4 separate regions of the Sus scrofa genome follow, and all the other regions are linked to region 1. A link is a contact called in public HiChIP or PLAC-seq data. All regions are on one chromosome and are shown on one strand. Each heading gives the region's core, a stretch centred on a gene start, on an enhancer-like site or on the middle of the called end of the contact. The rest is flanking DNA. Distances are from core to core; before and after follow the strand shown. Region 1 overlaps SLC1A2 (excitatory amino acid transporter 2). Region 2 holds the start of PDHX (pyruvate dehydrogenase protein X component, mitochondrial). Region 3 overlaps PDHX (pyruvate dehydrogenase protein X component, mitochondrial). Region 4 has its middle 82 kb from the start of MIR1343.

The links. HiChIP or PLAC-seq counts read pairs in DNA pulled down with a chosen protein or histone mark.
Region 2: a contact with region 1 is called in an H3K27ac HiChIP or PLAC-seq map of alveolar macrophages. The contact joins the promoter of PDHX here to the enhancer-like site in region 1. A contact is called at or near these places in 2 of 5 promoter capture datasets (fetal skeletal muscle and liver), 3 of 47 Hi-C or Micro-C datasets (embryonic fibroblasts, liver and skeletal muscle) and 2 of 2 datasets of contacts at active chromatin or transcription factors (alveolar macrophages and skeletal muscle).
Region 3: an H3K27ac HiChIP or PLAC-seq map of alveolar macrophages shows a contact between it and region 1. The contact joins two enhancer-like sites. A contact is called at or near these places in 2 of 47 Hi-C or Micro-C datasets (embryonic fibroblasts and skeletal muscle) and 1 of 2 datasets of contacts at active chromatin or transcription factors (alveolar macrophages).
Region 4: an H3K27ac HiChIP or PLAC-seq map of alveolar macrophages shows a contact between it and region 1. The contact joins two enhancer-like sites. A contact is called at or near these places in 4 of 47 Hi-C or Micro-C datasets (epiblast stem cells and liver) and 1 of 2 datasets of contacts at active chromatin or transcription factors (alveolar macrophages).

What each region holds. Positions count from the first base shown.
Region 1 is chr2:25,667,709-25,675,215 of Sscrofa11.1, reverse strand. The region is part of intron 1 of SLC1A2 (excitatory amino acid transporter 2); the gene reads right to left. Among named protein-coding and RNA genes, the nearest start is that of SLC1A2, 68 kb to the right of the region's middle. Within about 2 kb of position 2,750, at least 6 of the 83 cell types and tissues checked have an H3K27ac peak or open chromatin away from gene starts, as enhancers often do. A contact at or near this core is called in alveolar macrophages, where this site is marked.
Region 2 is chr2:26,091,459-26,098,965 of Sscrofa11.1, reverse strand. PDHX (pyruvate dehydrogenase protein X component, mitochondrial) reads left to right here and starts at 4,071. Exons shown (of 13, transcript XM_003122869.4): 1 at 4,071-4,273. The coding sequence starts at 4,120. APIP (methylthioribulose-1-phosphate dehydratase) reads right to left here and starts at 3,946. Exons shown (of 8, transcript XM_003122870.3): 1 at 3,691-3,946. The coding sequence starts at 3,747.
Region 3 is chr2:26,008,808-26,016,314 of Sscrofa11.1, reverse strand. It overlaps PDHX (pyruvate dehydrogenase protein X component, mitochondrial), which reads left to right. Exons shown (of 13, transcript XM_003122869.4): 13 at 200-1,361. The coding sequence ends at 458. Among named protein-coding and RNA genes, the nearest start is that of MIR1343, 54 kb to the left of the region's middle. Within about 2 kb of position 3,689, at least 16 of the 83 cell types and tissues checked have an H3K27ac peak or open chromatin away from gene starts, as enhancers often do. A contact at or near this core is called in alveolar macrophages, where this site is marked.
Region 4 is chr2:25,980,425-25,987,931 of Sscrofa11.1, reverse strand. No RefSeq gene overlaps it. Among named protein-coding and RNA genes, the nearest start is that of MIR1343, 82 kb to the left of the region's middle. Within about 2 kb of position 3,096, at least 18 of the 83 cell types and tissues checked have an H3K27ac peak or open chromatin away from gene starts, as enhancers often do. A contact at or near this core is called in alveolar macrophages, where this site is marked.

The DNA.
Region 1 (7,507 bases), core at 1,501-4,000:
GGCCCTCCAACCCATTCCGAGCTCCCCTAAGGACCACATATCTACCAGACTTGACAGCAAACCAAACAGGAAAAGGGGGCACTTGGTGTGTTCAACAGCTAGTACGTGCACAGGGCTGTGGGGACACAAGGGGTTTGGTCTAATGGCAGAGGCGTGACATATACACAAGAACAATTAACTAGCAGCAGAAACCTGGCCAGGCTCTAGGCTCCTTGAGGGCAGGTTCATGTCGTAATCACTGTGACTCTGAGGAGGCTATTAGGAGCTGTTTGTTGAATGACTGGAGGGGCAAGATAATAAGGGTCTCCGCCCTTGGTTCTTCTCTGAAAGCATAAAGAAGTTGGGAATGACTTTCCAGGTGAAGTGACAGTTCAGCTGAAACTCAGAGGCTGGATAGGTCGTGACAAAGCTGAGAAGAGGGGCAGGGTCGTGCCAACACAAGGGGGCAGGACCCCCATGGCTGACTCGACAGGACCTGGACCCAGGTGCTCCCAGCAGTGGTTCTGGAGGCCCGGAGCCAAGAGTGGGGGGCATGGAGCAAGCTGAAAAGCCCAGTAGGCTCAGGTCTTACAGGTGCTCCGATGCCACAATGACAGAGGTGAGGCTTTGGAAAAAGAGGTATCTGAAGATAAAGATTTGGGAGTTAACCACTTCAATGAGCTCTCCAAGTGAGAGAACAGACAAGAACAAAGACCTTAAAAAGGAGGAGAGTTGAATCTCAGAAAACAACTATTTCTATTTCTGCGGGGAACGAGGAAGAAGAAGAGTCCTCCAAAACACAGACAGAAAGGGGCCGTGAGAGAGCAGGCGAGGCATGAAGGTGTCATGAGAAGTGAGCTTGGGGGGCTTCCCCAAAGCTGGGTTGCTTGGGAGCACTCCCACTAAAGGATCTCCTAGGCTGCACCACCTGACTGATGGGCTGACAACTCAGACTCAGTAACTCAATACAATGAGTTCCCCTTCCTCTCTCAGTGGCCTTTAGACCACCTGAAAGACAAGAATGGATTACACGGCCATCAATTCATGGGAAAAATCCAATCAGCAAGAGTGGCTGTCTATCGCTGAATCCAGCTTCAAAATGAATGAGTCAGGATTAGCAATGAGATCCTGCTGTGTAGCACTGGGAACTATGTCTGGTCATTTATGATGGAGCATGAGAATGTGAGAATAAAGAATGTATACATGTATGTGTAACTGGGTCACCATGCTGTACAGCAGAAAAGTGACAGAACGCTGTAAACCAGCTATAACGGAAAAAAATTAAAAAACATTATATTTAAAAAAAAGAATGAGTAATGATTGATGGGCAATGTCTGCCATGGACACAAAGTTGAGGAGTGGCCATCTATGTGCCCATATTTGCCATCCTTCCCTCAGTAATTTGCATCCACTTTATTTCTTAGCTAGGGACTCATTTAGAGCAAAGATTGTCATATTTATTTTTGTGTCAGGTGGTAGGCACTAGGGAACAGAGACCTCTGTGCTTAATAAATGCTTTTTGTTGTTGCTGTTTTGTTTCTTTGTTTTTATTTTTTATCTTTTTTTTTTTATGGCTACAGCATATGGAAGTTCCCAGGCCAGGGACTGATTCTGAGCCACGGCTGCAGCAACACCGGATCCTTAAACCCACTATGCTGGGCCAGGGATCAAACCTGTCATACCTCAGCACTAATACCAGCTGCTGCAGGTGGATTCTTAACCCACTGCACCACAGCAGGAACTCCTCAATAAATGTTTGTTAAATAAATAATCACACTCATTTATTCCTAAGAAAAATGATGACTAAGAAGCTGGGTGCAGGGGCCCAGGGAGTGAGGAATGAGGCTGGAATTAAGGTGTGGACTATACAGGTGAAAACAAAGATAAAAACCGAGGCCATGGAGTTCCCATTGCAATTCAGCGGTAATGAACCCAACTAAGTATCCATGAGGATGCAGGTTCGATCCCTGGCCCCACTCAGTGGCTTGAGGATCTGGCGTTACCATGAGCTGTGGTGGAGGTCGCAGACACGGCTTGGAGCTGGTGGTGTTGTGGCTGTGGTATAGGCCAGCAGCTGTAGCGATTCGACCCCAAGCCAGGGAACTTCCATGTGTCACGGTGTAACCCTAAAAAAAAAAAGATTTAAAATTTTAAACCAAGGGCACGTTAAAAGGGAGCATTGGGAAGGAATCACAGGTGCAGCGCGAATAAAAGGCCAACAGAACCCCGAGAACAAGGTGTCAAAGGAAATGATGGATTCAGTGGCAGTTTTGTTTGAGGCTTTAGAAACAAGGATTCTTTATGTGGTCTGCAGACCACCAAACCTTGTCCAGCAAAGGCCTGGGGCCTGAAAATCAATAACACAGAGGCTTTTTTCTTCTGAAACCAATGAAACAATCTTCTTCATCTCTGCCCCTTTTCCTCCCTTCCTTTTGTGAGGAAGCAAAAACAAGGAAAGGCCCTTCCCCTCCAGATTTTCAGTGCCCTTTGCTCTGAGCAGCCACCCAGGGACCTTAGAAAGTCCTGGTCTCTCTCATAGTGAAGATGAGAATCTAATGCACTTGCTGTTCACAGGACTCTTGCACTTAAAGGAAGCCTGAGTCAGATGCTTAGATGTTGGGGGTGTGTTTGTCCACAATTCCCTATTTGCTGCCTGCCTGGGAGACGACAGTGTCCGTAACACAAATTCCTTGGGCTTCAACGGGCTTAACAATTGAGCAGCTGAAAAGGCTAGTCTGTTGTGCACTCATTGTCTCCAGCAGGGGGCGGAAGTCTCTAGTTATGAACCTGGTCTCCAGAGGCAGAGACCAGAGTACATAGCCCAGCTCCTTCACTTACCATCTGAGAAACTGGGAGTGAGTTTCGTTGTGTCTCCAGGCCTCAGTTTTTCTCCTTCATGGAAGGAAAGCCCAGAATGAGATGACCCTTGCAGAGGGCTCAGCACATGATATGTATTCAATGGCTACCTGCCAGGAAATAGTGGAGGCTCACTACTGATTTTTAGGACGGACAATCAGAGCACAAGACATCACTCAAACTCCAGAGGCTGAGGGAGCCTTTAACTCTTATTAACCCTTCTTATTCCAGCTTCTTCTTCTTTTGTCTTTTTGCCATTTTTTGGGCCGCTCCCGCAGCATATGGAGGTTCCCAGGCTAGGGGTCGAATCGGAGCTGTAGCCACCGGCCTACGCCAGAGCCACAGCAACGTGGGATCCAAGCCGCGTCTGCAACCTACACCACAGCTCACGGCAACGCCAGATCGTTAACCCACTGAGCAAGGGCAGGGACCGAACCCGCAACCTCATGGTTCCTAGTCAGATTCGTTAACCACTGCGCCACAATGGGAACTCCCCCAGCTTCTTATTTATAGATGGAGAAACCAAGCGACTCTCTTCTTCTTCTTCCTTCCTTCACATTTTGCAGCATGTGGGGGGTGGAAGAGGATGTCAACATTTGTTGAGCAATCTACCAGGAGGCCAGCCAGCATGGTGCTAGGCACCTCCTAGACTCATCTCTTTTAATCCTCACAACAACCCACAAGGTACAGACGCTTAACCAGATCAAGTGAGAAGGTAAAGAGAGACTGGGTCTCTACAGCAGAGCTGAGATTCAAACGCAGGTCTCTCCAACCACCTCCGATGCTTCCCCACTCCTGACTAGAGCCAGAGCTGAACCCCGGTACCTGGGGATGCTTCCACAAAGGCGCATGAAGATGAGATTCCATCCTGGCTTGTCCATCTAAGGTGCACACAAGCTTGGCTGAGCCCAACAAAATCTCTGATGCTCTATTAAAATACTCTAAACGGCCCGTCAAACCCGATTAGAAGATGCCTGGCTGGGGTTGGTGCCTGTCTCTGGTCTGGATCCAGACCCTGGGTGGGTGACCTCACAGCTGGTACTGGAAGCACCCTCCCCTCGAACTTCGAAAGCATCACGCCTGGAAGAAGTCTTAATTCCACTCTTTAGACCACCCATCACCTTGACCCCACCACCTCTCTGGAAGAACGTGTTAAATCCCACCTGCATTTTCACTTCCTTTCAGAGATTTTCTTACAGAATGAACCCATTTACCTGCTATCTGCATAGAATGGAATCAGCTGACCCAGTGCCCATCTGAGACATTCATCATAATAGTATCTACCACTTCTGAGTACTTATCCCGAGCCAGGTCCTGGCCTCCAACGACCCCAAGAAATATGTATGATCATTAGTTCCGCATTATAGATGGGAAAACTGAGCTCTAGAGGGTGGGGTATGTTTATCAAAGTCAGGTTAGCGCGGAGACAGAATCCAAACCAGAAATGCCTTCCCTAGGAGCCCACTGCTCTAGCCAGTGTGTCACGCTTTCTCCGAGGAAGCTGGGGCAGCCTCTCACCCACTCCCCACCTCCCTGCTTGACCAGAGTGTCTCTGATCTCACAGGTGGCACATCGCTTCCTCCTGGGCTGCAGGGTCTGTGTGAACACTCCTGCCAGTGCAGTTTCCAACCAACGCGGACGCATGTGCCACCATTCCTGTTTGCTCAGCCCCGGCCACCGGGAGGTTAACAGACTAAAAACCATCTGGCTTTCAAGTAATACTTCATGACCTCATGTGATACAGTGTCATTGTGAGTACTTTGTGTGTACTTTTCAAATGCAAGATAGAAAACTGCATATGATCACAGTTTTAGGAAAACTGGGCATTGCACCAGGATGTAAAACACACACACACACACAAAATGGCACAAAAGGTTTCCAGTGACTGGAATGATGGGACGATGGATGGATTTTATTTCCTTACTGATCCTCTCCTTTGTGTTCAAACTTTCTACAACCAACCTGAATTAACTTTTAGAATAAGAAACAAAAACGTTATAAAAAATAAGCTGATTGACTCCCTTAAAAGTCTACGTTATTCAGAGTAGAGACAAAGCATACCTCATCTCTAAGTAGCCTCTCCGGCACATGTGCCCGCCCCTGGCTGCCCTCACAGGGTGCCTGGTTATGAATTTACACTCCACGGAGCACTCCTGGGTTTCCAAGCCTGCCTCTGACACTAAGAGAAGAATGCCAGGGCTGGGAAGGAATCACCTTAACCCGTCCATGGCCCCCTTCCGGTCTGAGCCACAGCCTTCTGCAGAAGGAGGGTTTAATTACCGAAAGCCTGGTGATGCGGTTGGCCTATTTTTGGCTGGCGGGCGGGGCAGGTTAGCCCTTTATCCACTCCTGCCTTGGCCAAGCCTCCGAGGTCACAGTGATGAGGCATTTTCATCCTGTCCTGGTGCCAAGGTTGTCTTTCTAGAAGCCACCCCAATGGCTGAGGAACCAGCCAGGCTCCAGCTGCAAAGGACGGGCACAATTTCTCCTCCTAATATCATCTCCAGCTAGATTTGTAAAAACGTCTCAGAGTGAGCTGTACCAAACCAGAGAGACAGAGAGAGACAGAGAGAGGGAGGGAGGGGAACTGCCCTCGTTTTGTAATATACCCTGATGGACACATTTCAGTCCCAGGATTAGGCTGCGATGGAAGGTTGGGAGTGAGCAAATGCAGTGGTTCAAGGGCGCTGCAGGGGAAGTCGATGGGAATTCAGGGCCTTGGGAAGAAGTGATCCAGGGAGGAAAAGGGAGAAGCCTGACTAAGGACAAGCAGGAGCCTATAGAGCAGAGATGGCCAGTGAAGACTGTCCCAGCTGGTAGGGGTGGCCAAGGGACCTTCAGAAATAATAACGCTGACAATAACAATAGCAATAATAATAGCGTTGATAGTAATGATAGCTAACATTTCCAAAACACTTACTACAGGTATCCTCCCAAAGCACTGTAGACCCACCACCATCCTGTGAGGTAGGTAACCCTCTTAGCCCCGCTCCACGGGTGAAAAAACGAAGCACAGAAAAGTACAGTGATCTGCCCAAAGTGACAGCGTGAGTGGGTTCTGAAAATCTCAGCCTGACTTCAGAAACTGTTCTTACCCACATCGCCTGGCGGTTTTTCCCAAAGAACAGAAATGCCGAAGGTGCCACTGTGTCCTGTTTGCTATGTGGTCCTGCAGTGTAAGCGCCTTGCTGCCCTCTGTCATGGCTGCAGCCTGGAGGCTGAGGAACATGGGGCACGGGGCATCAAAACGGCTTCCAGGAGTTCCTGTCGTGGCTCAGCAGTAATGAACCCAACTAGTATCTGTGAGGACTTGGGTTCGATCCCTGGTCTTGCTCAGTGGGCTAAGGATCCGGTATTGTCGGGAGCCATGGCGTAGGTCACAGATGCAGCTTGGATCCTACATTGCTGTGGCTGTGGTGTAGGCCAGCGGCTGCAGCTCCAATTTGACCCCTAGCCTGGAAATTTCCATATGCCTCGGGTATGGCCTTAAAAAAAAAAATACAGCTTCCAGGCAGGGAAGGCGGGGTGGAAAGTAGCCTGCACAGAGGTGACAGGGTGGGGAGGGAAAATTCCACAGAGGCAGGACCCAGAATGGGAGGTGCCTTGGAGAGATGCAAGCTTTCAGGAATCCATGGAAGAGATGCTCAGTGTAGGAGATCAATGGAAACTCGTGTAAATGATTACATATTAGAAGCAGAGAAACACAGTAGTTTAAAACATTACACATAAACACTAATAGACGATGAAGCATGATGTAAAATATGCTTGAATTCCAAGGACAACGTACAAAGCTCCAGAGAATTTCTCCCTTGCAGCAGGCTCCTTCAGCCTGTAAGTCACGCTCCTCCACCTCATTGGGAGAAAAGTTCAAAGCACAGACTTTACTCTCAGGATGAAAAGCAACCAATAGCCAGAGGGTCTGTGAGGAGACCAACCCTGGTGGGCTTGCTTTAATATCTCCTCTTCCTGGAGTTCCCACCATGGCACAGCGGAAACGAATCTGACTAGGTCCCCTGAGGTTGCGGGTTCGATCCCTGGCCTCGCTCAGTGGGTTAAGGATCCAGCGTTGCTGTGAGCTGTAGTGTAGGTCACAGACGTGCCTTGGATCTGGCGTTGCTGTGGCTGTGGTGTAGGCCAGCAGCTGTAGCTCTGATTAGACCCCTAGCCTGGGAACCTCCATATGCGTTGGGTACGGCCCTAGACAAGGCAAAAAGACACACACACACAAAAAAAACCCCTCCTCCTCCTGACCCTCAATGCCCTCCTCCTGCATCTCCACCCAGCTCAGCTCAGCCCCACGGGCCCTTTTCTGTTCTCTGATGGCAGCATTTCCGGTGGTTAGCAATTGGGGGCCTTTGGAGGCTTGCTGGCAGGGGAGCCTCCCTGGGATCCTGTCTGCCAACTATCTTGCTGGACTGCACGGGAGCTGCAAAACAGCAGGGAGTGGCCAACACAATGGCTCTGGAGCGAGGGAGGCCAGTTACAGACCCAGACTCAGCACCTTCGCAGACTGTCTCCCTCGACAGGCTTAAGGTACCTTGGCACGGCTCCGTTTTCTCATGTGGAGAATGCTGGAGGCTGCTAACAGCATCGCCCACTACAGAGCTGCTTTCTTCTCTTTAGACGTAAAGACAATGATCAGGTGAAATACACAGCGCATGGCCGACTGCCC
Region 2 (7,507 bases), core at 2,822-5,321, 420 kb before region 1:
TATATTTGAGGATTCCGATTATTTTTTCCTCCTTGCCTACAATTTCTTTTTCTCCAGCGTACCTTTCACTCTTAGTACTAAAATAACACACTACTTTAGTCAGTGAGCTCCATTCCTCAAATACCACCTGCTTAGTTTGTAATTTAAGTCCTTCTGTTTTCTTGCCCCAACTTTGCAAATATTTTCTTTCACATTTTTACATGAACCTCTCAGTTCTAGTCAACATAGTTGCAGTAATTGACCTCCAGGATGGCTCTTAATGATCTCTGCGCCCTGGTGTTCACACCCTGGCTTAGAGTTCATCCTACACTATATGCAGCTGGTCTGTGTGAAGGCAGCTTAAGAGGTCAAGAGTATGTCACTTCTGATGGCAGCTTACTAAAGACTATCACTTCTGTCCTGGCTGCTCTCTCTCAGGTCACTTGCGCTGGAGGAATCCAGCTGCCATATTTTAAGGGTACTCAGCTCAAGTGATGAATAACGTATGAGGGACAGAAGCCTGCCAACAACTGTGTGAGTGAGCTTGGAAGCAGACCCCAGCTGCAGTAACGTTTTGAGATGCCTGCAGCTCCGGCTGATGGCTTGACTGCCAATTTATGAGAAACCCTGAGCTAAACTCTCCTGGATTCCTAATCCTCAGAAACTGTGTGAGGCAACGCTTGTGTGTATCCCTACATTTGGGGATACTTGTTACATAGCAGTAGATGTCTAAGACACACTTTCCTGCCAGCCAAGAACACACTTTTTTCTCTTTGCTCGGTTATTGCTCATGTGGGATCTCCATTCATCCCAGCTCTGGCGGTCAAACTCCTGCTCATGAGCCTTTACACCAGGCTTCTGATTCACATCCCCTAGGATTCCTTCTCTTATCATTTCAGCAGGAAGTGATCATTCCTTCCTCAAACTCTGCACCGTGGCATTTGCTCTATGTAGATTTTTGGGTATTTATGCTATAGCCCTCATTCATTCATTCAGCAGAACTTTACTGATGGCCCTGAAGAAATAAACAAGAGTAAGATAAAATCTTTACATTTGGGGGCTCTAACTCTAGTAAAGAAGTTATTAACAGTTGTGAAGTGACAAAGCAGTGTAGAAAACATGATGGTCCAGGGCATTATTGGAGTAGAAGCTACTGGTGTAAGGGAGCAGGAGTTAGAAAGGCTTCAGAGAGGAAGGGATGCTGAGCTGAGTTTTTAATTTTTGTTTTTTTGTCATTTTAGGGCCGTACCTGTGGCATTATGTAAGTTTCCAGGCTAGGGGTAGAATTGGAGCTGTAGCTGCTGGCCTATACCACAGCCACAGTCAAAGCAAACTGGGATCGGAGCCACGTCTATGACCTATACCACAGCTCACAGCAACGCTGGATCCTTAACCCTCTGAGCGAGCCCAGGGATCGAACTCGTTTCCTCATGGATACTAGTCTGGTACGTTACCGCTGAGCCATGACAGGAACTCCCCTGAGCTGAGTTCTAATGAAGGAGATGAGGTGTGAAGGTAGATGAAGAGGAGAAAGGGCATTTTCGTCAGACAGAACTCTGAGTAGTTGGAACTGGAATTAGGTTCTGTGAGATGGAGAGGGGACGGGAAAAGACTATAAGGATTGCCCATGCTATGCACAGGAGTTTGGACTTTATGCTCTAGATGGTTGATAACCACTGAGCAGTTTTAAATAAAAGATGACACGATCAGATTTTATTTTTGAAACATTTCTACGTGGCAGTAGAGAGAAGAGGCTAAAGGGTGATGATCAAGAAAGGAGCAGACCATCAGAGAGGCTGTGGAAACAGCTTCAAAATGAAATTGTAAGGGAGCGATGGCAGAGATGGATTTGGAAGATAATTAAGTTAAATAGACAGAGTTCCCGTCGTGGCACAGGGGAAGTGAATCCGACTAGGACCAAGAGGTTGCGGGTTCGATCCCTGGCCTCGTTCAATGGGTTAAGCATCCTGGCGTTGCCGTGAGCTGTGGTGTAGGTCGCAGACACAGCTCAGATTCCCAGCTGCTGTGGCTATGGTGTAGGGCCAGCAGCTGTAGTTCTGATTGGACCCGTAGCCTGGAATCTCCATATGCCATGCATGCAGTGTGTGCAGCCCTAAAAAAAAAAAAAGTTAAATAGAAAGGATGGACTTTGGGTAAGAAAACTGAAGGAAAGGAAGGCTTCAAGGAATTCCAAGTTTTCAGTTGGCTGAGCAGCTAAGTGGTTAGTGATGCGGTCATAAATATTTGAGTGCCTACCATGCATCAAGCACATCCTGGAAGTTCAGCCATGAATAAGACAAAGTCTCCGCACTGAAGGAATTTATACTCTAGGAAGCAGTTTTAAAAAAGTGATGTTGACTGAAAAAAAAAGGCACAGTGTGAGTCATGAGTTAAATTTTATTTGAGGCAAAATGAGGCCTGGGAGACAGCCTCTCAGCGCCGAGGGAGGAACTGCTAGAAGCGGGGGGGGGGAGTTCAGTATATATGTGATTTGGGGAAGGTGGATACCTGAAATCAAGCACCTGCTTCTGCAGAGGATTTCACTAATCATGAGGAGCAGATGGCACCATTAATGATCTTACTGCTCTTCTAGATATGAGAAGACACAAGAAATTGGGGTCATAAAATCTCCTGAAAATATCTAACTATCAGAAGGCCTAGTCTGCCAGTTTTTCACAGAACACAGAGTGCCTCATTCCTGATCTCCCTGGCCTTCTTTCAAGAGTGTGCTGAAGGTCAGCGGCTGACTGCAGCGGCTAATGACCTAAACCTTGTGGAGGCAGCGGGTGGGTGACAATTTTTAGTTGGCAGTGAAAAGAGGAATAAATACGTAAATTGTAATAAGTGAGAGGAAGAAAACAAGTGACTTTGCTCATCTCTGGAAAGTCATTTATTCACAGAAATACTGGCTGATAAGTTTTTCCTAATAAAATCTGCCACCTTTTACTTTTTAATTGGGACCTTCTGCCCCAAGGAAGAATAACAGGAGGAATAAAGAATCAGGTCGTGATTTGAGGGGGAATTCCCAGTCTCTTCAGCAGCGCTTCTCACTTGTAATGGTTTACTGGTCTAGCTCTCCTCCAGAACCCAGGCCATTGTCTTAATTACCACCCTGAGCACATGGGTGTTCCATAAATTGTTGGCATGCAGAAGTGAATGAAAAGTTATGTGCAGCCCGAGGGTGGAATCTTCCTGTGACTTCTGCTTAAGGAAAAATCCTTCCTAGATCATCCCACAACCAATCTAAACAGAAGCAGGCAAAGAGCAACTTGCGCAGAGAAAGTGCCAGCTACTGAACAGATCCGGCTCGGGGACGTTTCCCAAGTACCTACTACGCGCCAAATGTCAGGCTGGTCGCCAGGGCGCAGAAGAGCTCATAGTCTGAGCTCCGTTTCACCCGCGGCTTCACGTTTCCCCGGTCTTCATGAGAAGTTACTTTGAAATACACACTTAATACCGCTCTCCTCCGTTATTTTTCCTTATTCAAGGTTTGGTGCCCAGCTCCTGTCTCCAGAGAACCCCAGCCGGTGGAGCAAAGACCTCAGCGGGAGCCGGGGACTTAGGTCAGCACCCGCAGCGGAAACCGCGGTGCGCGAGGGTCCCGTTGGGTCCGGCCCGAAACCCCACCCCGCCCGCGCCTAGCTTCCGCCGCCGAGCCCCGCAGGCGCCTCGCTTCCAGGGAATAGAAGGCGCCGGCGGCCCCGCCCCTACCTGCGCGAGGCATTGCCGCGAGCTACAGTCTCCCTCTGGAGCGTGACAGCCAGACATGGCCGGGAGCAGAGGTACCCGCGCCCTCCGGTCTTCGCAAGGCTTTGCTCCCGGCCCTCAGTTGGGGCTAACACGGCGAGGCCAGAAATGCAATCAGGCGGTGTGGAGGGCAGTCCGGAGGCGGGGCGGACAAGACGAAAGGCGGGTCCGGGAGGGCCTCGCTGACCGGAGGCCCAACCGCGCAGCCTCATGACCGGGAGGCGAGGCCAACGAGTTTGGAGGCGGAGCTAGAAGAGCTGCTTGATTCCTGCGGTTTACGAGTCGCGGGCGTCCAGGGGGCGTGTCCAACGGGGTGGGAGGCGGGGCCTTGTAGGGCCTTGATGACTGGGCGAACAGGCTGTGCTGAGGGCAGCCCGCGAGAAGGCTGGGAAGATGGCGGCCTCCTGGAGGCTAGGCTGTGACCCGCGGGTGATGCGTTGCCTCCTGGGCTTTGGCAACTGCCCGGGGCTGGTGAAGGGAGCTGCTGGATGGTCTCTCGGCCGCGGAGCTAGTTGGAGATGGTATCACAGCACGCAGTCTCTTTGGGGTGAGTGGCCGGGACGCGCTCAGCTCCTCTGTGCATCTGAGCAACGGGCCTGGGGCAGGGGCTTTTTGATTAAGGGCCTGCACCTGGGTGTGGAGGTGCCCGGAGCCTCCCCGCTCCCTTGGCTTTGTCTCGGGGAGGGTTCTGCTGACTTGGCCTCGTGCATGCCGCAAAGGGTTTTTTGGAAGCTAGGAGAATTTGACTCCGTTCCCTGGCCTCCTGGTTGGTATGGCTTCTCCGTGACCTTGCCTTGGATTTGGGGTTGTGCGGCCTCTCTCAAGCCCCTTCCTAGTCATTGTTAGTTTCCTTTAGAGTTGTCAAGTTGCCCAAGTTTGCTGAGATTTAGACGTCACGTTAGTGGTTTTTATTCATTGTTTTCACCCTTGTCTACTGGAAGATCTTAGAGGCCAGCGGGGTTGCCTCACGCGAGTACTGGTAAAGGACTCAATTTGTAAATGTCTAGGCATCATAGGCATAGGTCCGGAAAAATGTTTTATGCGAAACATGGCTTGAAAGAGTGGAAATTTAGGGGGAGAAGCTTACCAAGAAGTGTCGACTTAAAGCCAGGCCGCCCAAGTGTTGTGAGTTTTAAGTTTTATTCAGAATATGAGTGAGGATTTTAGCCTGGGAGACAGCCGCTCTGCAGAGGTAGAGAAGCCAGATTGTATGTGAATTTTTTGGCTAGGAGATAAATGCGGTTAGGCATACAGGTTGATAAAAGATTACTGCTAATCACAAAGAGCAGATATCTCAGGTTAATGGTTTTAGTATTTTTCTATGAATGGGAAGATATAAGAATTCAGGATCATTAAAATTCTTCTTGAAATGTGTTTCGAATTATCTAAGGGCCTCTTTATCCAAAACACCCAGTGCTTCATCCTGAATTCCTCTCAGGTTGCACTGTCTGTCGCTGGGCAACTGCAGTGGGTTATGATTTAACCCTTGTAGAACTGGATTTGCCATTGAAATTCTTCATTGTTTACAAAACTTATTGTTGAAAGTTGTCTTTAAGTAGTGATATTGACAGAGCTAACACAATTCCTACGGTGTTTAATGGTATATACTGTAGTGTGCCCTGCATTATTTTTCTTTACATGAGGATGGGGGTGGGGCGGATTTTGAGTGTGATGTATTTTCTGCCAGTCTTTAGTCACTCCTCCGCAGGATGAATTGTAATATGAAAAATTAGGTGCAGTAGGCATTGCCCACATATTCTGAAGCTCAGAACAGAAGAATATTTACACAAAGTTACAGGGTATGATGAGTGCGCTGAGATTTTATGATCCTGTAATGAGAACAGTTTATTTCAATTTTTTCTACTTAATGTTTAAAAAATACCTCTTGGAGCAGTGGGTTTTTTTGTTTTGTTTTGTTTGTTTTTAACTGTGTTTACAATTTACTGTCTTCCCTTCCTCCAGTTTGTTAAATATTGAACTTTCTACAGCTCCCAGAGATTCTGTCTGGGGTAGAGCTAAGCAATTTGCATTTTACAAACAACCTTCGGTGCATTTTGATGTTTTATGTTGGTGTTTATAGAGTACACTTTGAGACTTGCTCTCTGAGAAAATCATGGAGTAGGAAGAGCTCAGTGTTAGAAATATTGTGGGAAGAGTGTTCTTAATCTTATTTATAAAACAGTTCCTTTTGAGAATCTTTGACTGTTTTAGACCCTCTCTACAGAGAAAGGGGCAAAGTGTAGTTACACTCCAAAATGTGCATGCAGTGTCAGGGGTTCTCCTGAGACCCAATTTAAGGACTGCTGCCTTTGGAAACTCTTAGGCAATTCTTCACTGATGCATCATGACATTTTGCCTACCCTATAACACACCGTGAACAACTTGTCTAACTGGACATCATCTGTGAGGAATACCAAGGAAGCTGTGTGTTTCCTAGTGCCTCCCTCCCAATATAATCCCTGGTGATTATATTGGGCCCACCTGGATGATCCAGGATTCTTGCTCCATTTCAAGGTGAAGCTCTTTAGCAGTCTTAATTTCTTTTTTAACCTTAATTCCCCCTCGTTGTAACATACTCATAGGTTGGGGTTAGGACATACTACATCTCTGGGGTGGAGGCGGGGCGTTTTATTCTCTCTGCCCCATAAGCTGATGGCTGTGTGTTGTTGGGTAACTCTAGGTTATTGGGAAATCTTGGATTTTTTTTTTCTTAATACTGAGCCAAAATTTGTCTCCTCGCCTTTCACATACAGGTTTTTGTTTTGCCATGATGAACACTTGTGGCAATCCTTATACTATTTGCATTATAAAGCATGGATGTATGGTGTTCCTTTTTGTCTGAGCATAGTGGAAACTTAGGTTTCATAAAATTAAGCAACTGTTTGGTCATCTATAGACTATGTGAATTAGGTTCAGTTATTGAGTTATTTCCTCTTTCATATGTCCATCCAGGATTTAAAAGTCTGTCAGGTGGGAAGTCACTTGAAGTTTTGTTTTCTTAAAAATGTTTGTTGGCAGCGTTTTTATGAACTACTGCATATGCCATGTGCTTAGCACTTGGTAGAATCTCTTTCAGTTTTCACAAAAGCCTAGTGAAGTTGGCATTATCTTCCTTGTTATTCGACAAGAATACTAAGCCTCAGAGAAATTGAGTGGAACTCCCAGAGCCACACAACTATAGTGTTCACGAAGACTATTACCATTCAACTCAAACAGAGTGAAGGAATGAGCCCCAGATGTGAGGTACATGGTAGCTGCTTGAAAAGTAGGTGGCCTGCTGGAGGAACAGATTCCTAGTATTTTAGCACATGGCCCATTTAGTCATGTTCAGCTTCTGGAGAGGCAGCCCTAAATTCTGTATGAGCTTTATCCTTAAAGTTATGGGGATGTAAAAACTAGGGCATGATTTCAGTCGTGTGTGCAGTGAGCTCTGAGGGACTAAGTTCAGGATGCTAAGGGACAACATAAGCAGGCTTTCTGGAGGTGGTAGCCCTCCCAGGCTAAAAGAAGAGCAGATATAAAGGGGGCCAGATGTGACATTTACATAATTGGCAAAGCATTTGCAAATAGTCTTCAACCTACCCTAAGTGATTGTTTCCATGGCTGCCATTTCGGAGAAGATGGCTTGGTTTGGAGTTAATAATTACTAAGATGTTAATAACAGTGGTCTTAAGTTGTCCCTGAGGAATAACATGTTGAATTTAAAATAACGTGTGTAGAAAAATAAATGAGATACCGTGTTTATAGGGCCTCACCCAATATATAGCTTCAGGCCTTGCAT
Region 3 (7,507 bases), core at 2,440-4,939, 340 kb before region 1:
GCCAAATAAATGTTTATATTAGATGCACTATTTTTATGTGTTGATGCTTGTTTTTCAATACCATTGTAAACGATACTGTTTGTCCTTGGTCTTTGTATAACTTGGTATAAGGTTCTGTGGCACAGTTTTTTAATAAAGTAAAAATACATGACTCTTGATTAAGGACATCCCACCTTCAGAGCTTTCTGTTTTCCCCTAGTATTTCCAACTTGGGGATGTTTGGCATCGATGAATTTACTGCAGTGATCAACCCTCCGCAAGCCTGCATCTTGGCTGTTGGGAGATTCCGACCTGTGCTGAAGCTCACTCAGGATGAAGAGGGGAATGCCAAGCTGCAGCAGCACCAGCTCATCACCGTCACAATGTCAAGCGACAGCCGAGTGGTAGATGATGAACTGGCCACCAGATTTCTTGAAAGTTTTAAAGCAAACCTGGAGAATCCTTTCCGACTTGCCTAGTCCTCTGAGATAAGAAGTTGGTCTTTGACTTCGTCAATTGTATAGCTATTACTGAAAAACTTACACTATACGAAAACGATTAGGTATTTAAGTGTGAAGTGGATGAAATGTTTATTTATTTAAGATGAAAGAGTTTGACCCAGGTTATCCTCTTTATCAACCCGGGTTTAATGTTATAGAACTAAGTAACAAGCTGTAACTAAGAAGAAAGAGAACATTTGGTTAGTCAGATCCATTTTTAATTTAACCACTGGTGCTGTACAAAATGGATGTTAAACTAGGTGTCAATTAAATCGTATGTTTGGCTCATTGGAGCATTTTAGAATAATTGAGAATGTATAATATATTGTAAAGTCAACTAATTGGTAGAACTCTACCTTAGTTGTGTTGAAGTTAGAAGCGGTCTTCAAAGAGATGCCCGTTAACGTAGCAGTGGGACCTCACTTCTACAAGCACTGCTCTAGCTATACTTGAACAATTTAATATGTACAGAAGTTTATTCTGGATACTAGTAAATAAGAATCACACTGTATTAGGGGTTGTGGCAACATTATTGGATTTTTTTTTATGTATATAAAGCCATATGTTTTAGAGTGGTTTCTATCAGTCCTATTTTACACATCTATGACACTGTGAACTAAAAAAGAATTAAAGAAAAATCAAAAGTGAAGAAAAAGAGACCAAAAATTTTGTTTGTTTCAATAATAAACTATAGTTAAAATACCTAAATAAAATTCAGAAATAAACTGCTCACCTTCATACTGAGTTGGAACATATTTTAAAAAATTATGCTATTTCCTACCAAACATTTTAAGTTAGTTTTGATGTAAACACAAAATGTTGTTTCATAGTGCATTTTAATCATGTTTATATTGCAAAATAAAAATGTAAAAAAAAAGTAAACATTTGTGTTGTATTTTACATGTTAGGGCACAGAGATTTAGTGCCTTGAAGTAGATTAGTAATTTCCCTGGAACAGTTTAAAAGGGACTCTATAGGAGGAAAAAGAATTTAAAATTACAGTTGACCCTTGAATCACTCAGGGTTAGGGGTGTGGACCCATGAAATGGAAAATCTGTGTGTAAGTTTATGGTTGACTCTCATATCCATGGTTCCCCATCTGGGGATTCAGTCATCTAGGGCTCGAGTAGGTCTACAGTACGTATGGATTGAAGAAACTCTGTGTATAATCAGACATGCGCAGTTCAAAACCATGTTCAAGGGTCCACTGTAAAATTAGGAAAATAATGGATGTGGAGTGTAAAACTTTGGAAAGAGAGTAGAAGGCCTATGAAGCTTGTGAGAACTGTCCCTTTTATTCCATTGATAAGATGAAAATTTGCCCGATTGTTGTAAAGGTTAGAAGAGCTTAATATCTCTCTTTTAACAACTCTGCTACATCTGACAAGGTAATCATAACCAGAGTGGGATGATGATTTAAATAACCAGTCACAGAAAGACTCATGTTCGTGTTTGCTGCCATGAATCACCAAGAGAGTGACTGTGTCGTCCAAGCTGTGTGCTATGGCACGATGAGCAAGTTAGGCTCTCACAAAAGAGCTTTCTGAAATGCTTAGAGCCCCAGTACATCAACTGCTAAGAAATGCTTATTCCACTCAATTTTAACAAGCCGTTTTTTATAAACAATCTCCAGACCTTTTGTCATATTGAGTTATACTGCAAATTGTAACCAAGTGCTATTTACAAAATAACTTTGATGAGTTACATTGATTTTCAGTCAGTTTTAACTAAAATTTTTTTTCTCTTAATTTTTATATCTGAGGAATAGGGCATGAGACAGCCGTAGGTCACCATCAATCCCTGGGAGTTCTGTTTTTCCAGTGGTCGACACACTTAAACTCTAGTGCATCTGTTTCCCTGTAGGTGACATGGGCGATGATCCCCACTCCCGCCTGCCTTAGAGAGCTGCGGCGAACCGCGCAGGAGAAATGCTGTATAAATTCAAGACATTTCCATTCTTCGTGGATGTCACAGCCAGGTTTTCACGTAATCAGTTGTTTCTCATGGTTTGACTTTTGGTGCAAATGCCCATTCATTCTGACTAAAAGTATTTTCTCCAATGTGTTACGCTGCTTAGGTTTATGTAAGAAATTGCCATTTCTAAAAATAATTCTGTTGCAGCATGAGGTCAGAGAATAACACGGATTTGAGAAGAGGGTGTGGTGCCCTTGACTGGGATCGTAGCAGAGAATGAACTGTGTGCTGTATGAGCAGACTGTCTCCCACATTATAAATTTATATTTATTTATTTATACTTATATTGTATAAATATACAATATATATTTATACAATATATTTATTTTGTATTTATATTTATTTGTACTTTTACCCTCATTTAAATAAGGGAAATGACCTAAATGTTGGGAAGACTTTTACAGAAAAAGCAACACATTTAGTTAATACCTGAAAATATCAAGGAGTGTTAGAATTTCAAAGTCAAAACAGCTCCGCTTCTCCCTAACCGCAACTTCTAGTTAACATTTCCAGCTACAGTTTGTTCATTGACCATTTTTGTGGAAGATTAAGATCTTCAGTACACAGCTGGCCAGACTCCCTTGTTTAAAACATTACTAAGAATTTTCTGTATTCTGGTAGAATGATCTTTTATGCACTGTCAAATGAACCTTCTTAGAATTTTCTTTTCTTTTTGCATTTTGGACTTAATATCATACTAAATTGTACAGGCCAGCTGTTGCAAAAGTAAAACTAGTTTCCTAACCTTTTATTGAAAGATAGGTGGTGCTCTAAGTTAATATGTTGTAGTTAGAGTGTGGGAGAAAAATTACAATGGCAGTTAACTTTTAGTTTTCAAGGAAAATTTGTCCTCATTACCCATTGCATCATGACGGACTTTATCTCAGGCGAAGTGGAGCAATGAAAGAACCAAGTGTGCTGCAGGTAAGAATTAACCATTATTTATAATGTGCTGTTATTAACGGGAAACTCTTGTTGACTTTTGAAAAGGGAAGTAACAGGGCACACTTAACTTTAGGATTAGTCTGGCCATTGTATGCAAAGGAAGTCAAAACAGGGTCAAGGGCAACCGTCAGCAGAACCAGCTAGAAGCATTTGCTATAATGAAAGCTTCAGTGAATTAGATTCGTACCAGGTCAGGTGGCTTTAAAGAAGGGAGAAATGTAAGAATATTTGACATGTTTGTTTGCTGTGGTATATTAGAAATCCACAGGTGGGTGTGTGCCTTCAGGGAATGCGGCAACAGTGATGCTGTTCCCCAGTGCAAAACACAAGTCCTCCACGGCCCCCATCACCAGTGTATAAAAGGTTAAGATTCTGATGTGTTATGTTCAGCAAGTGGTGTATTTCAGGATTAGACTGTTCATAAATGGGAAACGCAGCAGTCCTCTAATAAAATCATTGTAAATAGTTATAGATTGTTTTCGAAATTGACATTCTAGGGTCTCTTATTGATTTCAAGAGCTGGGGACAGGCAGGATGTAGTTTGTCTAGACTCGCGTAATATTGAAGACACCATTTAATTGAAATTATAAGGTATATAAAGATGTATTTTGAAAAACCATTAGCCTCTGTTAGTGGCAGTCTTTTATTTCTTTGATCATATAAAGTTTACTTTCACTTTTTATCATTTATCTGTATTTGCAAACAAATCCAAGCAGTCTTTTTTTTGTGGGGGGAGGGGCTCACCTGCGGCATACGGAGGTTCCCAGGCTAGGGGTCTAATTGGAGCTACAGCTGCTGGCCTACACCATAGCCGCAGCCACGCCAGATCCAAGCCCCGTCTGCAACCTTCACCACAACTCATGGCAGCACTGGATCCTTAACCCACTGAGCGAGATCAGGGATCAAACCCACAACCTCATGGATCCCAGTTGCATTTGTTTCTGCTGCAGGAACTCCCCAAGCAGTCTTTTTCTTCCCAGTTAAGTAGCTACTTTTTAAACCTCTAATTTTAACCTCTGCTATGTATGATATATACTGTTAAGAGAAACTTGGACTTTTATTAAAAGCTGAGAAATTATTAGCAAAATCATAAATTAGTGATGATTTCCCTTTATTCACACCTTAAATAACTTATTTTCCTGAAATGTCTTTGTTTATGAAATTATTACTCCTGTCACTAAAAAAATAGGTCTTTAAAAATAAGATAAAATTATTAGTCATAGCACTTCATAAAGCGTAAAGTATTATATAAATAGGTCAATTTTTTTTTTCCTGCTGTACAGCATGGGGATCAAGTTACTCTTACATGTATACAGTTTTCCCCCACCCTTTGTTTTGTTGCAATATGAGTATCTAGACATAGTTTTCAATGCTACTCAGCAGGATCTCCTTATAAGTTGTATCTGATAACCCCAAGCTCCTGATCCCTCCCACTCCCTCCCTCTCCCATCTGGCAGCCACAAATCTATTCTCCAAGTCCGTGATTTTCTTTTCTGTGGAGATGTTCATTTGTGCTGGATATTAGACTCCAGTTATAAGAAATATCATATGGTATTTGTCTTTGTCTTTCTGACTCATTTCACTCAGTTCCATCCATGTTGCTGCAAATGGCATTATGGCATTCTTTTTTATGGCTGAGTAGTATTCCATTGTGTATATATACCACATCTTCCGAATCCAATCATCTGTTGATGGACATTTGGGTTGTTTCCATGTCCTGGCTATTGTGAATAGTGCTGCAATGAACATGCGGGTGCATGTGTCTCTTTTAAGTAGAGTTTTTTTGTCTGGATATATGCCCAAGAGAGGGATTGTGGGGTCATATGGAAGTTCTATGTATAGATTTCTAAGGTATCTCCAAACTGTTATCCATAGTGGCTGTACCAGTTTACATTCCCACCAGCAGTGCAGGAGGGTTCCCTTTTCTCCACAGCCCCTCCAGCACTTGTTATTTGTGGACTTATTAATGATGGCCATTCTGACTGGTGTGAGGTGGTATCTCATGGTAGTTTTGATTTGCATTTCTCTTATAATCAGCGATGTTGAGCATTTTTTCATGTGTTTGCTGGCCATCTGTGTATCTTCCTTGGAGAACAGTCTATTCAGGTCTTTTGCCCATTTTTCCATTGATTGATTGGCTTTTTTGCTGTTGAGTTGTATAAGTTGCTTGTATATTCTAGAGATTAAGCCCTTGTCGGTTGCATCATTTGAAACTATTTTCTCCCATTCTGTAAATTGTCTTTTTGTTTTCTTTTGGGTTTCCTTTGCTGTGCAAAAGCTTTTCAGTTTGATTAGGTCCCATTGGTTTATTTTTGCTTTTATTTCTATTGCTTTGGGAGACTGACCTGAGAAAATATTCATGAGGTTGATGTCAGAGAGTGTTTTGCCTCTGTTCTCTTCTAGGAGTTTGATGGTGTTAAATAGGTCAAATTTTTAATCACGAAAGTAGCACTTGTTCTACACTTCCTATCAGCAGTGTGATAAGGAGTGGCATTTATCAGGCAGCTGTAGGATGGTACTTAATAAATTACTGTCCTTCTCAATGGAGTACTGGTCGTACTTTATTTCCAATGAGTACTCCATTTCTAAATAGAGTAGTCTATGTACTTTATTTCCCAAGTTTGCGCACATAAATCAAGAGTACTTTAAGCCTGGTTTCAGCTTCTTCTATAAATTACTGTGCTCTCGGTAAAAACCTTGTTTCTGCGCCTCAATATTCTCTTACCTTTAAAATGAGGAAACAGGAAGGAAAATTAACAGTTGCTTATCTTGTTTAATCTTCTCAATTCTGTAACGTAGGTATATCCTACTTTACAACCATCATCACAAGACAGGAAAAGGAAACAAGCTTGGGGATTATGTTACTGAACCAAAGGCACACAGCTCAGAAAGGTCACAACTGGGATTTGAACCTAGGTCTTTGCAGCATCAAAATTCAAGCTCACCACATTGCAGTATACCGCTTCCTAGGCTGTCTTATTGCTGATGAGGTAGTTCTCTATTCAGAGATGGCATTTTCCACTTGTAGTAATTGAAGGTCCTGTTCTTCTGTAGTAAAATGTGTCTCAATATGACCACCCTTAAATCAATGCATATTTTCTCTGTACTAGTTCTCTCTGTGATTGTACACAGAAAGTGCTAGAGATTTTTGTTTTCATTACAGACAACTACTGTTAACCTGAAATGCTGAAGTTAAATGTCATAACTTCTACCCCTGAATAGAAGGCTTAGAAAAATAAAAGCTTCCACGAAATTAGGGACTTAGTACCTCTAAGGATTAAAAAAAAAAAAAAAATGATGTAGAACATTTTACTTTACATAGATGTCCTTAATCCACGTTCGTTACGAGCTAAAGTTCATTACATCAGTTTTTCTTTTGAAGGCTCTGGGCTTCTATTTTGATGACTGTATCAGTCAGGGTCCATACTTCTCTTTTGACCACCTTACCAGTCAGTGTCCAATGTGTGCAGCCTATGCGTGACAGATTCATTGCATTGCCCAGGCCAGGTCTGTCTGCAGTCGCTGGGAAATGCAAGGCCACCCTGCTGGGCACAGGTCAGCCCCAGCTACTGGGCTGGTGCACTGAGGAGGTCATGGTGGGACAGCAAGTTGGGGACCTGGAGCACATGGTGTCTGTGTTGGGAGGGCCCTGTGGGAAGGTGGTCACCAGGCTGAGCTGGGACTGCCATTCTGGGCACGTGCAGGGGCAGAGCATCACTGGATGCTGTTCCACACCTGATGAGTAGCCAGCAGCAGCTAGAACTGACAGTGTCTCTCAGGTGCCTTCTGCTGAGAAACTTACCATGCTTGCTATAAAGGAGAAATGCTTGGAAGTGTCATCAGTTTGTGCAGTAGTTCAGAGCAGCTGTCAAGGTACCACTGAATCTTAGAAATGATAAATTGGTGGCTGGCACCACAGCCCAGCCAGACAGGCTGGGAAGTAAAATGTGATCTTATAATTTGGAATAACGCCAAACAATAAGGCATCTCAGTAAGGTATAGCAATCTATGTTAGACCTACTTTGTGGGTAGAACTTATTTCCAATAAATTCACCTATTTGTTAGGCGAGACATTAAGATGTGACACAAAAGAGATATTGAGATATTAC
Region 4 (7,507 bases), core at 1,847-4,346, 310 kb before region 1:
ATGATTTGAGTTCTGTTGCCTCATATTTTGTTGAGGATTTTTGTATCAATATTCATCAGGAATATTTGTCCATAGTTTTCTTATAGTGTTTGGTTTGGTTGGGTATCAGAATAATGCTGGCCTCATGGAATGAATTAAGAAGTGTTTCCTTCTTTTCCACCACTTTTTGGAAGAATTTGAGAAAGAGTAGTGTTAATTCTTCTTTCAACATTTGGTAGAACTCACTGATGAAACCATTTGGTCTTGGACTGTTCTTTGTTGAAAGGTTTTTAGTGACTAACTCAGTCTCCTTTCTATTTACAGTTCTGTTAAGATTTTCTCTTTCTTCATGGTTTGGTCTTGGTAGGTTTTATGTTTTAGGAATTTTCCCATTAAACAGATATTAAAGGGGTAATCAATGGTATAATCAGTGAGAAGTTTTGCTCTCCTATCCTTATCCATTCAATTCCTCCCTTCCTCCACAGGTAACCCATTATATTTATTCCTTGGGTAGTGTTCCAGTGTTTTATATACTATTACTATAAATTGAATTAGGTACTTCACTTTTCCTCCTTCCTAAAACAAGAGCACTTTTTGCTTTTGTTTGTGTGACTTTTACTTAAGAATGTGTTATGATGCTCTGTCCACTGTGAGCTTTCATTGGGTGGAAAAAATTGTACTTTATTGTTGAGTGAAAACACATCTTTGTTTAGAAATTTTAAATGATAGAACTGTTGCCTCAGCACTTTAAAGATAATGATTTCATTGTTTTATGGCCTGCACCATTGCTGATAAAAAGTCTTTCAGTTATTTTGATTGCTTATTACTTTTCAGTTAATCTTTTTTATTTCTGGTTGTTTTTCATTGTCTTTGATGTTTTTCATTTCCTCACAAATAGCTTAGGGGTGAATTTATTTTTATTTGTACTGTCCAGTACTCTTGTGTACTTTTTTCTGTCAGAGAACTGAGAACTTGTTTCTTTCTTCAATTCTGGAAATTTCTTCCCTATTATCTTTTTAAAAATTATCCTTTTATCCTACATTCTTGATTCTTTCTTTCTGGAATTCCCATTAAATAAAGGATGACATGTTGTAAAAATACAAGCAACACCATTTATATTGGATGCTTGTGAATGGTAGCATTTACAACTGAGTAGCATAGCAGCCCGATTTTATATCTGCTGGATTTTCTCAACCTAGCCTCCATATTTTCTGTCTGTTTATATTTGCCATCTGTTCTCTGTGATATATTTTAGACAGTTTTCTCAGTTTTATCTTCCAATTCACTAATTTTCTCAGCAGCACATCTATTTTTCTATTAATTATCTTATTGACTGTGTTTCCATTCAGTTCTTTTTCAAATCTGTCTTTTATTTTACTGTACTATACTCTCCTCTCACTATGAGTCATATTTCTTCCTCCCCCCATTTCCTTAAACTTCTTAATTATTTGAAACATTTCTTTTAGGCTGTTCTACTAGATTTAGATTGTTCTACTAGGTCCAGCTCCTAGGGGGCTAACTATTTTGTTTATAGTGCCTGATGACTCTCTCCTATGGTAGATTATTTATGCACATAGCTTATCATTTTATTTCTGTTGATGTCATAAGCTTCAGCAGGAGGCTTATCTACTCTGGAATTTGGAAGAGTCTGTAAAGAATTGTCTTGTTTTAATTTCTGCTCCTAAGTCTTCTTGGATAGGATTTCTACACAAATAGTAGAATCCCATCAGTACACCTGTGTTTTCTATAGGCTTGGAGTATGTATATCTCAAGTGCATATTTATTCTTCACCTTATGTCCTTGGCAAATGACAGGCTTCCTTTATCTTTTTTTTTTTTTTAACTTTTATGCCAATCATTGTATTTTCATACAATGGATAAATTCTTAAAATTTTTCATGAAAATCAAAACCATACGTTAAATGCAACGCTAAATGTTTTCCGAAAGTAAATAATCACCTTCTAATCTACCAAAAAGTAAATACAGGCCCAACGGTAGGATGTTGTTTTAAATTTAATTTGGCATTGTCCATTTAAAAAGTGATTGGGCTATCTTGATATATCCCCCAGTACCCCTCACGTCACCCACTTACAAAGCAGAACATTCAGCAGAACTTTGAATATTGTTCAGTGATTCTCAACTGTCACTTAATACTGTGCGTAGAAATTCACCAAAAAAAAAAAAAAAAAAAAGAACTAAGGGTTTGGGTTTGCATATGAATTCAGAGGTAGCCTGGGAGTTTGGGGGTTTCTAACTGTGGGCCCCCCAAGCCCTCTTTTTTTGGTGGTATTGACAGCTTCTTGTGAAAAGACAAAATGCCTGTGTTTTGGGTGTGGCTCCCAAATTTGCTTCTGTAAGTAGTGTGACTCATTTGTTGGGCTCACTTAATATAAAGTGGTGGGAAGTTGTGGGAAGAAAACTACTTAGCAGGAGAAAAATATAGTACTTTGGGGGTTTCTAATGGCTTTCCTGAGACGAGGTGTCTGCTGAGCTGAAATGGCATTAACACTTTGAAGGGTGTGTTCTGTGCCTGGCACAAGACATGAAGCTAGTATCATCTGCCGATTTCTACTGGGAAGGAAGGATCCTGACACTGATTGAACACCCGTCGTATGTGGGATCCTGAGCCAGGTGCTTTGCATTAAAAGATAGTGTTTTTTTAATCCTCATTAAAAAACCTTGTTTTATACATAAGGGGGCTAAGATTTAGAAAGATTTGACAGTCTTATTCATGGTTCCATAGCCAGCAAGTAGCTAAGAAAGCTTGGATTTTAAAGCCAATGTTCTTTCAGAATCCACTGGGCCTGGAAGGATGTACAGTAAATTCAGTTCACTGCTGGGAAAGTATGTGAAGGGCTTAAATTAGCAACTGCACCACCTTAAGAAAAGTTAAAGAGAACCCGTGTGTGGCAAAGGGAATTTTTTTTCTAGTAACAATTTTTATCACTTTGTACTTCCTGTGTCTGATGCTCTGTCTCCATAGTGAGGTTGCACCCAGCATGAGTATCCTGGGGCTCCATGAATATTACTCGTCTCTAATGTATTCCCTCAGTCCTTGTACGAGGCCGAATGCTGACGCCTGGGATGAGCCTCAGCAGACGTCAAACTTGTGTGTCATTTTATGAGTGAGAGCTTCTGAGCTGACTCCCATGAGCTGTGACTCACGGGGCTTCTAATTATAACTTGTCCTGGCTTCTCAGATAATGGGCTTGTCTCAATGGTTTCCAGGACAGATTAGATCAGTCCTATATTTTGTGGGTCTTTGGCGTACAGCCAAGTCGTGTTACCCTTTTAGAAACAGAGCGGAGACTGATGTGCTGTCCAGAGTGTGAATGGTGCCGCTAAAGTTTTCACAGTAACTTGACCACACCTCTTAGCAAGTGTTCTCAGGGTTCAGATGCCGGTGGTGGGGTTTGGCAGCCCTGCTTCAGCCCTCAACACTAGAGTGTACAAATCCTAAAAGAGCCTTGGCACCGTGAGAACATTCGTATCCCATGGCTGATGGGTCATAGACTTTACATCCCACAGAACCAGAAACTTAAGAACGAACACCAGAGGCAATAGCAATAGAGAGGGCAAAGAGAGGGCAGACCTAGAACAGAAGGCATGTCATCAGACCTGTGGAAACTGACAGACCATGTACTCGTGGGGCATGTCCTGGTGACGCTGGGAAGTCATTCGGTAGACAGTGCTGGCAATTAGTAGTCTTGCAAGGCACACAGCAAAAGCCTCTGAAACACAGGCTACACTGACACAAATGCAGGGTCTGAAAGCGACCTGAGAGCTCCAGTGTTTAATTAGCACACTTTACAGACCAACCACAGCTCAGAAAGGCGAGCGTTACACAGATGGGTAGAGCCCGCTATTTTTTCAATTCCCCGATTAACATTTTTAATGCACAACAAATACCTAAGTTTTTCCTCCAAGATTAAAATATTTTCCTGTGTTTATGAGTCAGTTGACTAAAACTGAGCTGGGATGGGGCGGTGATTGGGGTCATCTTAAAAGAAGTAGGCAATATAATTCAGGAGTTCCCATCATGGCACAGTGGTTAACGAATCTGACTAGGAACCATGAGGTTGTGGGTTCGATCCCTGGCCTTGCTCAGTGGGTTAAGGATCTAGCATTGCCGTGAGCTGTGGTGTAGGTTGCAACATGGCTTGGATCCCTCGTGGCTGTGGCTGTGGCTGTGGCTGGTAGCTCTAGCTCCAACTAGACCCCTAGCCTGGGAACCTCCATATGCCGCGGGAGCGGCCCTAGAAAAGGCAAAAAGACAAAAAAAAAAAAAAAAAAAAAAGACATAGGCAGTATAATTCAATGGCATATTTCCAGATGTAGAATCTTTAGAATGTGACGCCACATCTCAAGCTGTTTCTCTATGGTTCATGCAGAAATTTTTATAGTGAGCTCAGAGCTCAGGACTTGGAGGGTGAATCTGCACTGAGATTTTTTCTTTTCTGTCCTTCTTGTGTCCCTTCTTTACCTTTGCACCTCATCAACCCTGACCAAATTGCTGAGACAGCTCATGATGGGGTGAGGATGAGAAGGAGTCAGAAAAAGGGCAAGAGGGGCCTGGGGGCAGGTCTCAGCATGAGTTGAACTTGAAAGAGACCAAGACCATATGCCGAATATGAAGGGCCAAAGTCAAAGTAGACCCAAGCTCGGGAGCAGGCAGAGACAAGGTTCCAGAAGAATAGGAGCAAGCCAAGGAGAAGGGTCTGTGGAGGGAACAGCAGAGAGATTGCCAACACTTTCAACTTATAGGAACTACTAGAGCAACAGATTGGAGATCAAGCTTGGTGCGATTGTTCTGTCTGCTCTGGACAACAAATGAACATTAAATGCAGTGTATGTTTGCTCCATATATATTCCAAATGGTTAAAGTACAAGGTTACCAGACTTTCTCATTTCTACCCCTTATGACTGGTGACCTTGGGCACGTCATTTATCTTTTCAGTGTCTCATTTTCCCAGTTTGTAAAATGGGATAAAAACCTGTTAAATGCAAAATAAAGGAACATTGCTTGAACAATGCCTGGGTTGCAGTCAGCAGTCAATAAGTATTAGCTGTTATCACAATGCTATCCCTTATCTTGGACAACTGCCCTGAAAAGCTTTAGGGGTATTCACAGTAAGTACAGATGCAGCTCAAATACAAAAGGCCACAAAGAATATGGGGTTGATTGAATAATTTCTTTTTTTCTGACAATGCCTATAAGGTGTTTTGAGTCTGGAGTATTTAAAACAAAACTTAAAAGTATGCTGGTGGCAGTAGGTTTGGGGGGACCATTCTAAAAACAATATGGATTTCATAAAGCAACTCCATCTAATCCACAATGGCTCGCAGTGTGGGCTTTTGTTTAAACCAGTCATGACACTTAATTAGCTTGCTCTCTGATTATTCTGAGTCTCCAAACTTTTGAAAATCCTCCCTCTGCACTGAAGCTGGAGGGTGGGGAGATGGGAGTGAGAAGTTTTGACCATGCAGCCTTGGACCTCATATTGTGTAACAGACTTTACTGTGTATACATGGAGCTTGATGGTGGCGTGACCTCTTCTCTCAACTTCACTTGTTATCCTACTAGGACCTCTGAGTCCAGAGACTGTTCACTCAATCCCCTCATACTGTGGGTTGAAGGGTCCCTCTCCCCCCACCCTCTTTCTCCTTCCCTCCCTCCCTCTGTTTCTCAGTATTTCTGCCCTCAGTGCTCAACCTACTGGTCAAACTTGGTTTTCTGAGAACTCAAACATCTGCCTTCCTCGCTATGTCAGAGGTGGTTGTTATTCTCAGTGACACAGCTTTCAGGTGGACAGTTCCTAATCCCTTGGTTCTTTGAATCCCTCATGACCAATGGCCACCCCTCCAAATCCACCTCCATCACCCACTCATCGTTTTGTACCTGGACACTGTCCTCACTGGAAAGGATGCTCCATCTGCAACCTGGGTGTCAGAACCCCGTCTCTGGCCATTGGCTCCCACTCTCCATCTCCCTCCTCTATCTGAGATGTCATACTTGATCTCAGAGCCAAAACTTTAATTCCCCAGAGCTGTCTTCCTACACAGCAGCTCTTTTCTTTATTCACATCCCAGCTTATCCCAGCTTGGAGTGTGTGGCTCACTCTTAAAATCTCTCTTGCAAATATCCTCAACTCTCTTGCCTTATCCTTTGTCCTATTCAGCTGGCTCAACCTTAACTCCTTAATGAATTCACCATTCTACCTTCTGTCTTCTCTATGCTTCTCAGAAAAACTAGACATCGTGGGAGAAAAACCAAAGAATTTAGTTCACTGGTTTCACTTAAAATTCATAATCACAAGTTTTAAAAGGTATTTTGCAATTGTACCATTTTTTAATAGCAGTCTATTCCCAGTTTCCAAGGTTTCCAAGATTATTTGTACTCAAAACATACTCTCTTCCTCTCCTTATCTCGGGGGGGAGGGGGTCCCGCTCCCAAATTTCACTAATAAAAGTGACCAGACATGCATAACCTTCTTTTCCCAAAGATAACATAAAAACTACAAGCCTGTCTATGTGACATCATTGTCTTCTAGCCTCCTATTTCAAAGCACAAAGTGTCTTATCTACCCGAGGGCCCCTCTGTCCTGTCTCCTCTCATTCTCTCAAGGATTCTTTAAGCATATTCTTTCCCTCCTGTATCTCTAATTATTTCTACCATGTTATTCCCATTGGTAAATAAATATAATGTAATAGTACTTATCGTAAAAAAACAACACAAACTCCCATCCCTTATTAACTTAACTGTCCTCTCCAGTTCTATTCTTCTTATCCAAAACTCTTGGAAAGCTCCCACATACTCTGTTCCACATCTTCCATTTCATCTCCAACTCATTCTAGACTGGCTTCCATCCCCACTTCTTAAATGAAGTCGCTTTGGTCAAAGTTACCAACGACCTTGAAGTTCAAGAGGTACTTTTCTTGCCACTTTGTTTTCAACCCAGCTGAGCCTCTGCTCCTTGAAATGCTTTCTTTTGCGGACTTCCTTACCTCACCACCTGACCCTTCTCATCCCCTCGATGTCCTAATGATGGGACCCAAGTTCAGTCCTGACATTTTCTGTCGACACATTCATCTCAAGACTTTAAATGTTGTCTGTGTTGGCATAGTCACCTCGATGGTGTTAGCTCCCAAATTCATGTGTCCAGCTTTGATAGCTCTCACAAGGTCTAGACTCTAATAATATTAACTACAGTAATAATCACAAAAGTAAGTAACACTCCACTGTTGACCACATACTAGGTCTGAGTAGAGCACTTTTTAAAAATTATAGTTGAATAGACAACGCTATGCCAATTTCTGCTGTACAGCAAAGTGACCCAGTCATTAAACTCTTTTTCTCATATTGTCTTCCATCATGTTCTATCCTAAAAGATTGGATATAGTTCCCTGTGCTGTAGAGTAGGATCTCACTGCTTATCGATTCTAAATGTAATAGTTTGCATCCACTAACCCCAGACTCCCAGCCCATTCCTTCCCTCCCTTCTCCCCCTTGGTAACTGTAAGTCTGTTCT